Linked DNA regions of Macaca mulatta: regions 1 and 3 are each linked to region 2. A link is a contact called in public Hi-C data. All regions are on one chromosome and are shown on one strand. Each heading gives the region's core, a stretch centred on a gene start, on an enhancer-like site or on the middle of the called end of the contact. The rest is flanking DNA. Distances are from core to core; before and after follow the strand shown. Region 1 holds the start of ZNF892 (zinc finger protein 892). Region 2 holds the start of ZNF514 (zinc finger protein 514). Region 3 holds the start of MRPS5 (mitochondrial ribosomal protein S5).

Region 1 (4,169 bases), core at 1,079-3,578, 43 kb after region 2:
TCTATGATGTTCACACAAGAACAAAATCACCTAAAAATTCATTTCTCCGAGGGTATCCTGGTTGTTAAGCGATGCATGACTGTTGTTTGGAAAACACTGGTTTAGAGGTGGGGAGAAGAGGAAATACCTAATGAGATTGAGAAAAAGTGACCAGTCAAGGAGGAAGAAAACCAGAAAGTATTTCCAGGAGCAGGGAGCAGCCAAGTGTTATCACCTATTAATAAAGTAAGATGAGGACTGACAATTGACGTGGTAACAAAGAAGGGATATCTGTGATGGGGATGGTTAGCAACAAGAAGAAAGGGGTGCTCCAGACACATTGAAACCAGCCCAATAGTCCTATAGACTTTATTTTGGATAAACATAGAAAGTGATTTTTTTTTTTTTTTGAGACAGAGTCTCGCTCTGTTGCCCAGGTTGGAGTGCGCTGGCATGATCTCGGCTTACTGCAACCTCCGCCTCCTGGGTTCAAGCGATTCTCCTGCCTCAGCCTCCCGAGTAGCTGGGATTACAGGCGTGTGCCACCAGGCCTGGCTAATTTTTCTATTTTTAGTAGAGATGGGGTTTCACCATGTTGGCCAAGCTGGTCTTGAACTCCTGACCTCAAGTGATCCACCCGCCTCGGCCTCCCAAAGTGCTGGAATTACAGACATGAGCCACCGTGCCCGGCAGACTCTCTGGTTTTAAAGTTTGAAGCTTATACTTGTTTTATCATAGTTCCTTCCTCAGGAAAGATCCTCAGGCCTCTCAAAAAAGTATCAAAAGGTGATTCTGAGAGAGCATTTGATGAAAAAAAAAAGTATCAAAGAACTGAAACACACCAGATGACGGCATCCAGACAAGGATACACCAGACCCCTCCTCATCATGATTGCTTCCTTATGTCTCCCTCATTCCTGTTCCCCCCACACAGTCACATTTCTTCCCTGCTATATAGACCCCTGGTTTTTGTAGGTCAGGGAGATGGATTTGCAGCTGGTCTCCCATCTCCTTGGCTGCAGCACCTGACTAAAGCCTTCTTCCTTGGCAATACTCCTCTCAGTGATTGGCTTTTTTGTGCAGCAAGCTGCAGGGCCTAGACCTTATCCCTGGGGTTTCCGTAACAACATCAGCAAGTGGTGTCTTTCATAGGAAGCATCTTCTGAAGGAAACTGACCATCCTGTATCTCCTGTAGAGAGAAGAGTGGGGAGACTCCCTTTGGCTGCCATTTGAGCTGGCACGGCTGTGTCTCTACCACATGTCCTTTATCCCCACCAGCCCTAGCTGCCTGTACCAAATATAGCCAATCTATGGACCAGTTAGAGATACGTGCGGTTATCTGTGCAGAAGAAACCCAAAATAATAGTGGCTTATACAAAATAGAAGTCTGCATCTCTCTCATGCTAAAGCCCAAGCTCTGTTCCAACAAATTACTCGGGGCTCCGTTCCTTCTACCTTGTTGGTTTACCATCCCTCGGTTGTGACCTAGTTCACAGGGCCCATGATGATTCACTATGTTCCAGGCAGCAGGGGCTGGGAGTGCTGGGGAGGGCAAGAGCAGGAATAATGATAAGCCTTGGGAAGCCTTGAGCCTGTCTAAAAATTGGAGATTCTGTTGGAGAAAGGTCAATTGGACATTGTGGCTTGTATCCAAACAAGCACATCGCTAACTAGATTTTCTCTTGGGAATCGGAACTGGACAGAAACCTGGCACTTTAACGTGGGAAGGTAAGTGAAAACACGGCCTAACCTGAAGACCCGCCCACCCCTAGAGCTCCTGGGGAGTCTGCAGGACCTCCAGGCTCCAGCCTCCCTGGGGCAGCAGCACTAGTTTACTGGTTCTTCTTGGAGACGTGGCTGTTGTTGGGGTTGAGGTGATTTCGGGATTGAAATTCCATTTTTCTTTATTCCGAGGTGCAATATGGAACAAACATCCCTGCTTACTTTAAACTGAGATCCCCTCTGTGCCCGCCGCGAAGGGCCGATGCATGGAGGCGCAGCAGCAGGGACGCCGCCGGGCGCCTCCCCTCTGAGGGAGCACCGCAGCCCGGGAAGGATCCCACGTGGGTCAGGGGCGCGCCCTCCGCCGTCACCGTAGCGGGGACGCGAAAGTCCCACGCCAGGCGGGGTTTGGCGCGTCCGCCGCCCACAGTCGGCACTGAGGGACTAGCGGCCCTTCGACAGCCACTGGCAGGGATTCGCCAGCTGCCGAACGCTCCTGCAGGACGGTCAGGCGCGCGCGGCGCCAAGAAACGCAGCCCCGGGCGCAGGAGGCCGCGGGGTCCTCTGGGAAGCGGCGTTGGGCGTGACGGCCGCCAGCCGCGCCCCGCGGAGGATTCTGGGAGTGGTAGTCCGGCCTCACAGTTGGCCGGCGCTAGGCTTCGCAGCCGGCGGTTAGATGCCTTTGTAGTCGGGCTCCGCTTGCCGGTGTGTGGCTGGAGGTCGAACCCACGGGGGAGGAGGGCTGAGCGCATCCCCTTTCAGTCTGAGTGCCCGGGAGGAGGGTGGCGGGAGGACCACCGGGTGGGGGCGCCGGGCCGCCAGCGCGTGCTGCGTTCCGGGCCTCTTGGGGAACGCGAGCGGCGGACCCCCGGCCCCTTCCCCCGCGGCGTTGCCTCCAGCGCGGGCTGGAGGAAGGAGTCTCCATGGAACCTGGGGGCAGAGGTGAGGATTTGGGAGTGAGGCGGCCTTGGTGCCCGCTGGAGAGGGAGAAAGGGAGAAAGTGTGGGGCAGGCTCAGGAAGGAGTAGCGTCACGAGCCCCTTCCCGCTGGCCGGTCTCACGTGGGGTTTTGAGGGACAACCCGCCACTTCCATTGCCCTCCTGGTCTGTAGGCGCTGGACGCCTCCCTTGCCCAAGGGAAGATATCAACGCATCTGAAGTTTGGCTTTTGATAATGACTTGTCTTTTGATGTTAGAGGAGCCCCATAAGGCAGTAGGAAGGGACTATCTGACCCTTTTGGAAGGAAGGGAAGGCGGGGATTTGAGAAGTCACGGAGTTTGTTTACAATCTTGGTTTGTTTTTGCTGGTGGTGGTGGTTCTTCCGTAAGACCCATCGCTTTTCTGAGTCAGTCGGTATTGTATCAATATCTGAAAAGCCAATGTTCAAAAAGAATTTAACTCGTCTTCGTTCATCCTGGGAGCCTGAAATACAACAGAGGTGAATCACTGAGGCATGGACATACAAAGACTTGGAGTATTATTTTGACTACTTAGCACATGCAAGATAAAAATATGTTTAATTTATATGTCTAGATGCTCAGTCTGCTGGAGTTTAAGGGCAGAGGAGAACAGGAGGAGCCTGAGGCAGCAATGGTCAAGACTGTCTTGATTAAAGGATATTATGCGATTGTCCTTTGGTTCCCAGTGTTGACTCTTCTTAGATGACAACTAGCTGGTGTGTGGCACTTCCTCCTAGTTTATTGCAAGGAAAGAGTAATCGTCATGGCTCCTGTCTCCTCTTTTAGGATCACTTTTTGAGGACTCAGACCTTCTCCATGCTGGAAACCCAAAAGAAAATGACGTAACTGCTGTGCTGCTGACCCCTGGGTCCCAAGTAAGTTTAGATTTCTTCTTTTTTTTTTCCTTCTGTTCTCAGAGCAAGGATATGTTTCCTTCCATTGTTACGGAATTGCTCAGCCCTGATTCCTAGACCACTGGGTTCATCCTGATAAACTGATGACTGAGGAACCCCACAGGAAGTGGTCTTCGGTTGTGCAGGACTCTCTTCCCAGCGTTGCTTTCTGTCTACCCACTGAATGTTTGCTGCACACACACTCAGTACTGTAATTGGCCTTGGTGAGTTGCAAAGAAGTAAAAGCCACTTGCTCCTGCATCGTGGAGTTTACTAAGGCAGTGAGAGATATATAGATAAAATAAACATGAGGAAATAGATATTTTTTAAACATAGAAATGATTGGTCCAGACAAGTCGTAAAAGTCTCTGAAAGAGATTTTTTAAAAATCATCTGTTTGGGAGAAGTGTGGGATAAAAACTGTACTTTGAAAAACAAGAGAGATTGGGTAGTCGGAGGGCAGAATAAGGGAATATTCCAAGAGAGAACAGCGTTGGCCAAAAAAAGAAAAAAAAAGTCTTCAAATGATGAGGGAGTTGGAGGTCTTTCAAGGATGTGTGGATGTGTGAGTCGCTGTGGGGTGACCTAAACTGTGGTGAGGGAAGCTTGGCTGTGT
Region 2 (4,230 bases), core at 1,731-4,230:
ATAACATCCTGCAATTTGGCAGAACCTACAAGCTTGTGGGCCCAAGAGATATCTGTTTTACTCTAAAAAAATTAATGTATGTCACTTCTTGGCTGCTTAGCTTCGATATGCTCCTAACTCTTTTGAGAAAATCAGTTAAAATTCTCTTAATCTTCCCAGTAACATGGCAGATTAGATGGCCTAAACAGCCCTCTTAATCAAAAAAACTAAAAATGCTGAAAAATTACAAACATCTTTATAAACACACTGATAAGCAGGCATGAAAGTGAGGAATGTGTAAACATTCAAAAAAATAAAGTGAAATGGGCCAGACGCAGTGGCTCATGCCTGTAATCCTAGCACTCTGGGAGGCCGAAGAGGGTGGATTGCTTGAGCCCGAGTTTGAAACCAGCCTGGGCAACATGGTAAAACTCTGTCTCTAAAAAAAAATATATACAAAAATTAGCCCGGCCTGGTGGTGCACAGCTGTAGTCCCAGCTACTCTTGAGGCTGAGATGGGAGGACTACATGAGCCCAGGAGGTGGAGGTTGCAGTGAGCTGAGAGCATGCCACTGCATTCCGGCCTGGATGACAGAGCCAGAGCATGTCTCAAAAAATAAAATGTGGCCGGGCGCCGTGGCTCAAGCCTGTAATCCCAGCACTTTGGGAGGCCGAGACGGGCAGATCACGAGGTCAGGAGATCGAGACCATCCTGGCTAACACGATGAAACCCCGTCTCTACTAAAAAATACAAAAAACTAGCCGGGCGCGGTGGCAGGCGCCTGTAGTCCCAGCTACTCGGGAGGCTGAGGCAGGAGAATGGCGTAAACCCGGGAGGCGGAGCTTGCAGTGAGCTGAGATCCGGCCACTGCACTCCAGCCTGGGCGACAGAGCGAGACTCCGTCTCAAAAAAAAAATAAAATAAAAATAAAATAAAATAAAATAAAATGAGAGCTAGAATTCTGAGAATCGAGCAACAAACCTGACTTTGAGGCCGCTAAATCCTAGAGAATACAAACTTCCACTTTGGCAGCTACATGGAAGCAGTAAAGACAAAGCCTAAGGCCTGCCAGTGGGTGCAGAATATTCTAGAAAGAAACACTTTCAGGACCCCAGTTTCCACCCTCAGTATAAAGCTAAATAAATAATAAGGCCGGGCATGGTGGCTCAAGCCTGTAATCCCAGCACTTTGGGAGGCCAAGACGGGCGGATCACGAGGTCAGGAGATCAAGACCATCCTGGCTAACACGGTGAAACCCCGTCTCTACTAAAAAAAAATACAAAAAACTAGCCGGGCGAGGTGGCGGGCGCCTGTAGTCCCAGCTACTCGGGAGGCTGAGGCAGGAGAATGGCGTAAACCCGAAAGGCGGAGCTTGCAGTGAGCTGAGATCCGGCCACTGCACTTCAGCCTGGGCGACAGAGGGAGATTCTGTCTCAAAAAAAAAGCTAAATAAATAATAAAAACCACCACACAGAATGGAACAAAAAGAAAATATTTCTCTTGTGGATGTTGTGACTTTAATCAAGCTCTAATTTTCTAGGAAGGTCCAAACCCGTTAGTACAACACAAAGTCAGCCACAACCTGGCCTTACCTCAAGATAGTTATTGGCCCCTAAACCTCATCCACAAGCCATTCACTTTGCTACAAATTCTTTTCACTTTTATCCTCTAGACTGTGCCTTTGCAGGTGCTATTCTCTGTTTAGATCACACTTCTTTTTCTTAATTACTTTAAGTACACCAATTATAGGAATCCTTTCCCACCTTTCCCAACCATAGTTAATAGCTTCCTTCCTCCATTGTACTCTCATAGTATGCCGAGGGGTGACATAATTGTAGAACATACTGCCTCTATTGTGATTTTTTCCATTGGACCAAGAGTTCATTTGGGTCAGTAACTTACTCAACCGTGCCTTGCCTATGGTGAGCAATTAGGATTTTTTTGAATGAAAGTGTAGTCTTATGGAGATGCAGAGTAGAAGGATGATTAACAGAGACTGGGAAGGGTTGGTGGGGTGGGGAAGTGGGGCTAGTTAATAGGTACAAAAATAGAATAAGAAATAGTATAACTAGTATTTGATAGCACATCGGAGTAACTACAGCCAATAATATTGAACATTTTAAAGTAATTAAAGGAATATAACTGAATTGTTTGTAATACAAAGGATAAATGCTTGAGGTAATGGACATCCCATTTATCCTGATGAGGTTATTACGTATTGCATGCCTGTGTCAAAATATCTCAGGTGGCCCATAAATGTTTACAACTACTGTGTACCCCAAAAAAACTTAAAAAAAAAAAAAAAAAAAAACTAACTAAGTATTAACCTGGAAAAATGTAGTTTTGTTCCTGAAGTAGGATTTTATCATATTCTTTGTAATTTTCAGTCTTCCCGGAGCTATAGCTCAATAGTTCTTAGCTTTAGCTGCACGTTAGAGTCACCTGCAGCTCTTTGCAAACTTTCGCTCCACAGCTGGGCCTCAGGCATCAATGTCTAAAGCTCTCCGGGTGATCTTAGCTTGCAGCCAGCGCCCTTCCAGCAACTCCAAGGCCGGCTGGTGTGAGCTCAAGCAGTCGGGAGTCGGACCAGCTGCACAGTTAATACATATATGTCCTAGGCTCTTCTCTCCTTCCAACGCAAATATGTGCATAGACCCTGCCTGGAACCGCAGCCCTGTTCTCACAACCAAACTGCCTCTCGGGCCAAAATTCCAGAATCAAATTTCTGCAAGTGGACAAACGGAAGCGGAAATAAGCCCTTTCCAACGCTAGATGACTCGATTTCGTCTCGGTCTTCCCCTGCCGGCTGGGCAGAGGCACCAGGATCAGACAGACACATTCCCTGTGGACGGCGCTCCCATCGGATGACTGGAGGGACTGGACACCAGGCGCAGGCAGTACTTCAGGGTGACCATAAGTCTCCCAAACATCCACAACGGCTCGCTCTCTCAGCTAAGGCGACAGCGCTGCCATTTTGGATCCTGTTCAGCCGCGCGAAGCCTGCGTTTGCACAGATTTCTGACGTCATATTAAGGCGCACCGGGCGCGCAGACTTCTGGGAGATGAAGTCCTTGCGAAGGCAGCGCATTGATTGGGAGCGCGGGCGCCAGGACCCTTTGCGCAGGCGCGTTGCTTACCCGACCTGAAGAGGCGCCGTCTTCCCGGGTCCCGAGCACTCTGTGCCGGAGGTGAGGGTTGTGGGTGTGTGTCTTCGAGGAGCGGACTGAGCGCAGCAGCTTAGAGACGGGACTTGAGAACTTTGGGGAGGTGCTGTGGGAGCAAAACGGGGTGACAAGGGCGAGGCCAGCAGAGAGTGTGTCGCGACGACTCGGTGCGGACGGAAAGTTGTGCACCCACCCCCGTGTGTGCGTGTGTCCCGTGGGGTCTGGGCACCCATTGTCTGTCGGTCCCGGACTTTCAGGTTGGAGGTTTGGAGTCTTCCTCCGCCTCTCCCGTTTCTTCTTCCCATAGTGGGTGCTTAATGAACGTGGGTGGAATTGACACCAAATTTAGGGTGCTGCCCGCTCCCTCTTTCCTAGCAAGCGCCTCAGATTGCCTCATTTAGCTCCCTGCCCTGGGCCTCCGCACGAGTGCTGGAGGGCTTCATGGAGGAGGTGGGATTTGACGTGAAAAAAAAGAAAAAACCAGGAAAGCAGCAGCTAAGCGTTAGGCAGATTTGAGCTGGAGAGAATTTTTACAGAAATTTAGCAACAGTGATAGACAAGGTTGAAGAAAAGGTACGCTGGGAGCCAGGGCCCGGGACTCAGAGAATCAGGACAAGACCAGTAGGCAAGGTGGCTTGTATAGGTGTGATCCAGGGACTGACACGAATCAAACTATTTGGGGACAGTTGTTCTAGAGGTCACATTCAGGACTAGAGAGGGGAAAGGACCAGAAGCAGAGAGCCAGTTAGGGACGTATGGCAGTTTTGAAGTAAGCTGTTGTGGACCTGAATTCAGGTGGTGGTAGTGAAAGGGAAGGATACGGATGACATTGCAAAAGAAGAGTCAAAAGGGCCTGGTGACTAGATTTGGGAGGAAAGACAGTGAGGTAAGAGTTTGAGTTTGGGACACCTGGGAGAAGAATAAAACATCTGATACAAATGTAAAGCCAGGAAGAGGCGTGGATGTGGGGAATTGCCTAAAGGAAGATAATTTTGAGGTGATGGCGGAACGCCTAATTCAAGGTTTGCAGTCATTTGGAAATGCAGGATAAGTTTGGAAGAATGCAGTACAGTTGTACAATTACAA
Region 3 (4,605 bases), core at 1,750-4,249, 50 kb before region 2:
CAGGCTGACTGTACTGTGTACCCCCTCACACAGTGTGGTACTCCAGAACAGGATCTGACACAGCATTTATGGGCAAGTGATTTTTGACAAGTGTGTCAAGATCACTCAATGAAGAAAGAATCATGTTTTCAACAAGTGGTGCTGGGACAACTGGATATGAACATGTAAAAGAATGAAGTTGGCACCCTACCTCACACCATATATAAAAACAAATTCATAATGGACCAAAGACTTACAGGTAAAGCTAAAATGATGAAACTTAGAAGAAAACATAGAGGTAAATCATCATGACCTTGGATTCTGCAATGGCTTCTTACATGAGACACTAAAAGCACAGCAACAAAAAGAAAAAAAAATAGATAAATGAGACTTCATCAAAATTTAAAACTTGTGGCTTCAAAAATACTGTCAAGAAAGTGAAAAGACAACACACAGAATGGGACAAAAATTTTGCAAATCATATATCTGATATAAGGGTCTTGTACCTAGAAAACATAAAGAATACCTACAATTCAACAATAAAAAGACAACCCAATATAAAAGTGGGCAAAATATTTGAATAGCTATTTCTCAAAAAAAAAAAATATATATATATAAAAATGGCCATTAGCACATGATAATATGCTTCTTATTCATAAGGGAAATGTAAATCAAAACCACAAACTGATACCACTTCACATCCACTGGGCTGGCCAGGTATGGAGGTTCATGCCTGTAATCTCAGCACTTTGGGAGACTGAGGCAGGAGGACTGCTTGAGCCCAGGAGTTCAAAACCAGCCTGGTCAACATTGTGAGACCCTGTCTCTACAAATTTTTTTTTTTTTTTAATTAGCTAGGCATAATTCCACACACCTGTAGTTCCAACTACTCAGGAGGCTGAAGTGGGACGGTCACCTGAGCCCAGAAGGTTGAGGCTGCAGTGAGCTGCAACTGTGCCACTGCACTTCTACCTGGGTAATGGGGTAAGAATCTGTCTCAAAAAAAAAAAAAAAAACACGAAAAAACAAAAATAAAAAATAAAAAAAAAAAACCCACATCCACTAAGATGGTTATAATCAAAAAGACAGACATTAAGTGCTGGCAAGGAAGTAGAGAAATTGGAAGCCTCATATACTGCTAGTGGGAATGTAAAATGGTGCAGCTTTGGAAAACAGTTTAGCAGTTCCTTGACACCTAAACCTATGTTTCAGCATGGTGGCTCACACCTATAATCCCAGCACTTTGGGAGGCTGAGGCGGGAGGATTGCCTGTGCCCATGAGTTAGAGACCAGCCTCGGCAACATAATGAGACCCACTCTACAAAAAATAAAGAAAAACTAGCCGGGCATGGTGGCATGCACCTGTAGTCCCAACTACTCGGCAGGCAGAGGTGGGAGGATGGATTAAGCCCAGGAGATGGAGGCGGCAGTGAGCCATGATCGTGCCACTGCACTCCAGCCAGGGCGAGAGAAGGGAGTTAAAGAAACAGCAATTACAATCCTAAGTATATACCCAACAGAAATAAAAATATACTTGCAAAAACATTGCACACAAATGTTTCTAGCAAAATAGGCCTAAGAGCCAAAAGGTGGAAACAACTCAAATGTTCAACTGATGAGCAGATAAACAAAATGTGGTATTCATACAGTAAAGTCTTGCTACAGAGAGAGGGAAAGCACATCAGTGGTTGTGCTGGAGGCCAACGGGAAGCTGGGAAGTGACAGCTAAAAGGCACAGGTTTTCTTTTTGTAGTGGTTATAATGGCTGCATTGCTCTGGTGATATACTAAAAACCACTGAAATGTACACTTTAAATGGATTCATTGTATGGTATGTGAATTATGTCTCAACAAGGAAGCTGTTACCAAAAACAAAAAACAGGCTTTGGAGCCAGGTGATATGGATGCAAAAACCTGATGTCCACCTAGCCTAACCTTAAGCAAGTTTCTCAATCTATGTGCCTTAACTCCCTCATCTGTAAAATGGGAATAGCAGTACATACCTCATGAAGACATTGCGAAGATATGGTGAGGAAAATGAAGGAAAGCTACAACAGCTAGGAGCTATTTGAACAGGGCCTTGAAAAAGGAGGAGACAGCCGGGTGCGGTGGCTCACGCCTGTAATCCCAGCACTTTGGGAGGCCGAGGCGGGTGGATCATGAGGTCAGGAGTTCGAGGTCAGCATGACGAACATGGTGAAACCCCGTCTCTACTAAAAATACAAAAATTAGCCGAGCGTGGTGGCGGGCGCCTGTAGTCCCAGCTACTCAGGAGGCTGAGGGAGGAGAATCGCTTGAACCCGGGAGATGGAGGTTGCAGTGGGCGGAGATCGCGCCATTGCACTCCAGCCGGGCGACAGAGTAAGACTGTCTCAAAAACAAAAACAAACAAACAAAAAAACAAAGGAGAAGACGGAGACAACATGGACAAAAGAATGTTCAAGTCAGATTTTCTGCCAAATGACTTCAGGTTAAAGACTGCCGCTAAATGAGTTTTAAAATACACATATTCGGGCTTTAGCGGTCTTCGGATTTCGAAACTACAAACGCTGGATTGTGGACTTCCAGTAAAATTGAGCAAACAGAAAATGCAAAGTCAACCACGGAGCGTTTCCTAGAGATAAACGTTACGCCGGAGGACAAACCCAGGCCGACATCCAACGACCCCGGGGGTCGCACGCGTGCCAGTTCCCGCTCCTCTTCGCCAAGCACGCTCAATGGGTTTTGGGAACTGGGAAGAACCTTGGAGAACGACGTCCAGTTCCCCCTCATTTGACAGACAGGAGCTCCGCGACCCAGAGACGGAGGGGACGCGCCCAAGGTCACACAGCGGCTCCGGGGTAGGTGGAAGCACGGCGTGCGGAGACGGCGGCCGCGGCTTCCCGCTTCCCTCCGCCCGGGCTTCTCCAGGCCCCAGACGAGCCCCGCTCCCGGCGTCCCAGCTCTCACCTGCCGTCCCGCTACACAGCGCGGGCAGCCGGCCCACAACACGCGCCGCGGTCGCCATGCTGGAGCCCGAGCCTCGCCTCGGCCCCCGCCCAGAGCAGCCTCGCCCACCGCCTGCCGCGACTGCTCCTCGTCAAACGGCGAGCCTTGGGCCGCAGCGGAATTCCTGAGGCCCGAGTCCACGCAGCAGCGCAGGCCGGGGTGAGGCACTGTCCGGACGGGACACACGGCAGGCGGAGCCCGGCGCGGCCGCGGACAGCCCCGCGGGAGCCTCGCGTTAGGACCCGAGGGCTGGGCTTGGGCGGGCGGCCGGGCGGGGGCGGGGCTTGGACGGGGGGACGAGCGGCCGGGCGGGGGCGGGGCTTGGACGGGGGGACGGGCGGCCGGGCGGGGGCGGGGCTAGCTCGCGCCTGCGGCGCCGGAGAGAGAGCGCAACCGGCCGGGTGAATTTGGCTGCTTGTGCAGGGGCGCTCTGGAGGGGTCCGCTGGCGGGGGACCCTCGGGCTTACCAGAGCTGGCACTGCGGACGCCTGCGAGGTTCACAGAAGCACCGAAGGGGTCCAAGTGCAATGAGGATCCAAGGGATGAATAAGACGAGGAACGTAGAGGTGTTCATCCCCAACTCCAGGAAAGCTCTGAGTTTCATTAGATTAAGCACTTAAATGACCTGCATTTCACACACACTTGTGGATTCATACTGATTTTAACGTTTGGTCACACATGTGTATCTCAGCCCCGGGTCACGGTTTTTTTATTGCCTCCATACCATCTACGTCTACTCAAGTGACCCACACACCTGCAACACAGCAGGGCACAATGTCTTGTAAGAGGGTAGCCTGCTCAGATAAACGTCTGGTTTTCAAGTCTAGCATAAAATTTTTCAAACATACAGAAGAGTAAAATTACTGACAAGCTAGAGTTAAAGATTATCAAGAGGAACACAGTTGTTTCATCTACTATTTTCCCATTTTCTTTGCTGAAATAGACAACTTATTTCACTCCAGGTTATTTTGATGCACACCATTTTCAACAGACCTTTTACATCTTGAGTTGGCGAAATTAAGAGAAAAGAGATTCATTACACCTATGTGTAAAGCCAACTGCTTCAGCATATTTGGGAACATGGTAAGACCAGCTAATTCCACGAGCAAGGACCTACTGTCACACTTCATTTGCTGTGGAGTGAGTTCCTAGGTCAGAGGCAACAGTGTGTGAAATAATTATTAAGTCCAAGGACAGTTGTTTTGGCAGACGCACGGTGGGCAGGAATAGCAAATCCATATCCAGAGTGTCTATTCCAGTCAGAACAAGTGCTGCCCCTTCCATGGTCCAATGTAATCAACCTAGAGCCAGAGAGCTTGCTGAGCCCCCAGAAGTGCTGCTGTATCAGGAGCTGTAGCCAGATTGACTGGCGAGTGAAACTCCACATTGACCCCATGTGTAACCTCCATCCCTAGCCCTTTATTCATGAGTCCATTTGGCTAGGTAAAGAGGCTGACTGACATCCACAAAATGGATTATTCTATCCACCTCATTAAAATCCTCTGTGGAGGTCACCCTTTGATAAGCACTCATGTGGGAAATAATTATCTTCACATTCTGGGCCGAAGTCCATCCACATACGTGTTCCCTAGACGTCCTTGTCACCAACTTCCTAATTATGTTCCTCTCAAGTACTGAC

What was found. Hi-C and Micro-C count contacts between places; a contact is called where the count stands out from the background.
Region 1: a Hi-C map of blood shows a contact between it and region 2, with 2.4 times the contacts expected there. The contact joins the promoter of ZNF892 here to the promoter of ZNF514 in region 2. A contact is called at or near these places in 4 of 14 Hi-C or Micro-C datasets (CD4 T cells, blood, cortical neurons and 1 more).
Region 3: a contact with region 2 is called in a Hi-C map of cortical neurons, with 2.6 times the contacts expected there. The contact joins the promoter of MRPS5 here to the promoter of ZNF514 in region 2. A contact is called at or near these places in 3 of 14 Hi-C or Micro-C datasets (CD4 T cells, cortical neurons and fetal cortex germinal zone).

The regions. Positions count from the first base shown.
Region 1 is chr13:4,571,950-4,576,118 of T2T-MMU8v2.0, forward strand. It overlaps ZNF892 (zinc finger protein 892), which reads left to right and starts at 2,329. Exons shown (of 6, transcript XM_077958798.1): 1 at 2,329-2,406; 2 at 3,447-3,535. LOC144333981 reads right to left here and starts at 2,453. Exons shown (of 3, transcript XM_077960225.1): 1 at 1,924-2,453. The coding sequence starts at 2,453.
Region 2 is chr13:4,528,345-4,532,574 of T2T-MMU8v2.0, forward strand. It overlaps ZNF514 (zinc finger protein 514), which reads right to left and starts at 2,981. Exons shown (of 6, transcript XM_077958799.1): 1 at 2,308-2,981. The region is part of intron 1 of ZNF2 (zinc finger protein 2); the gene reads left to right.
Region 3 is chr13:4,478,134-4,482,738 of T2T-MMU8v2.0, forward strand. MRPS5 (mitochondrial ribosomal protein S5) reads right to left here and starts at 3,000. Exons shown (of 11, transcript XM_077958801.1): 1 at 2,928-3,000. The coding sequence starts at 2,985.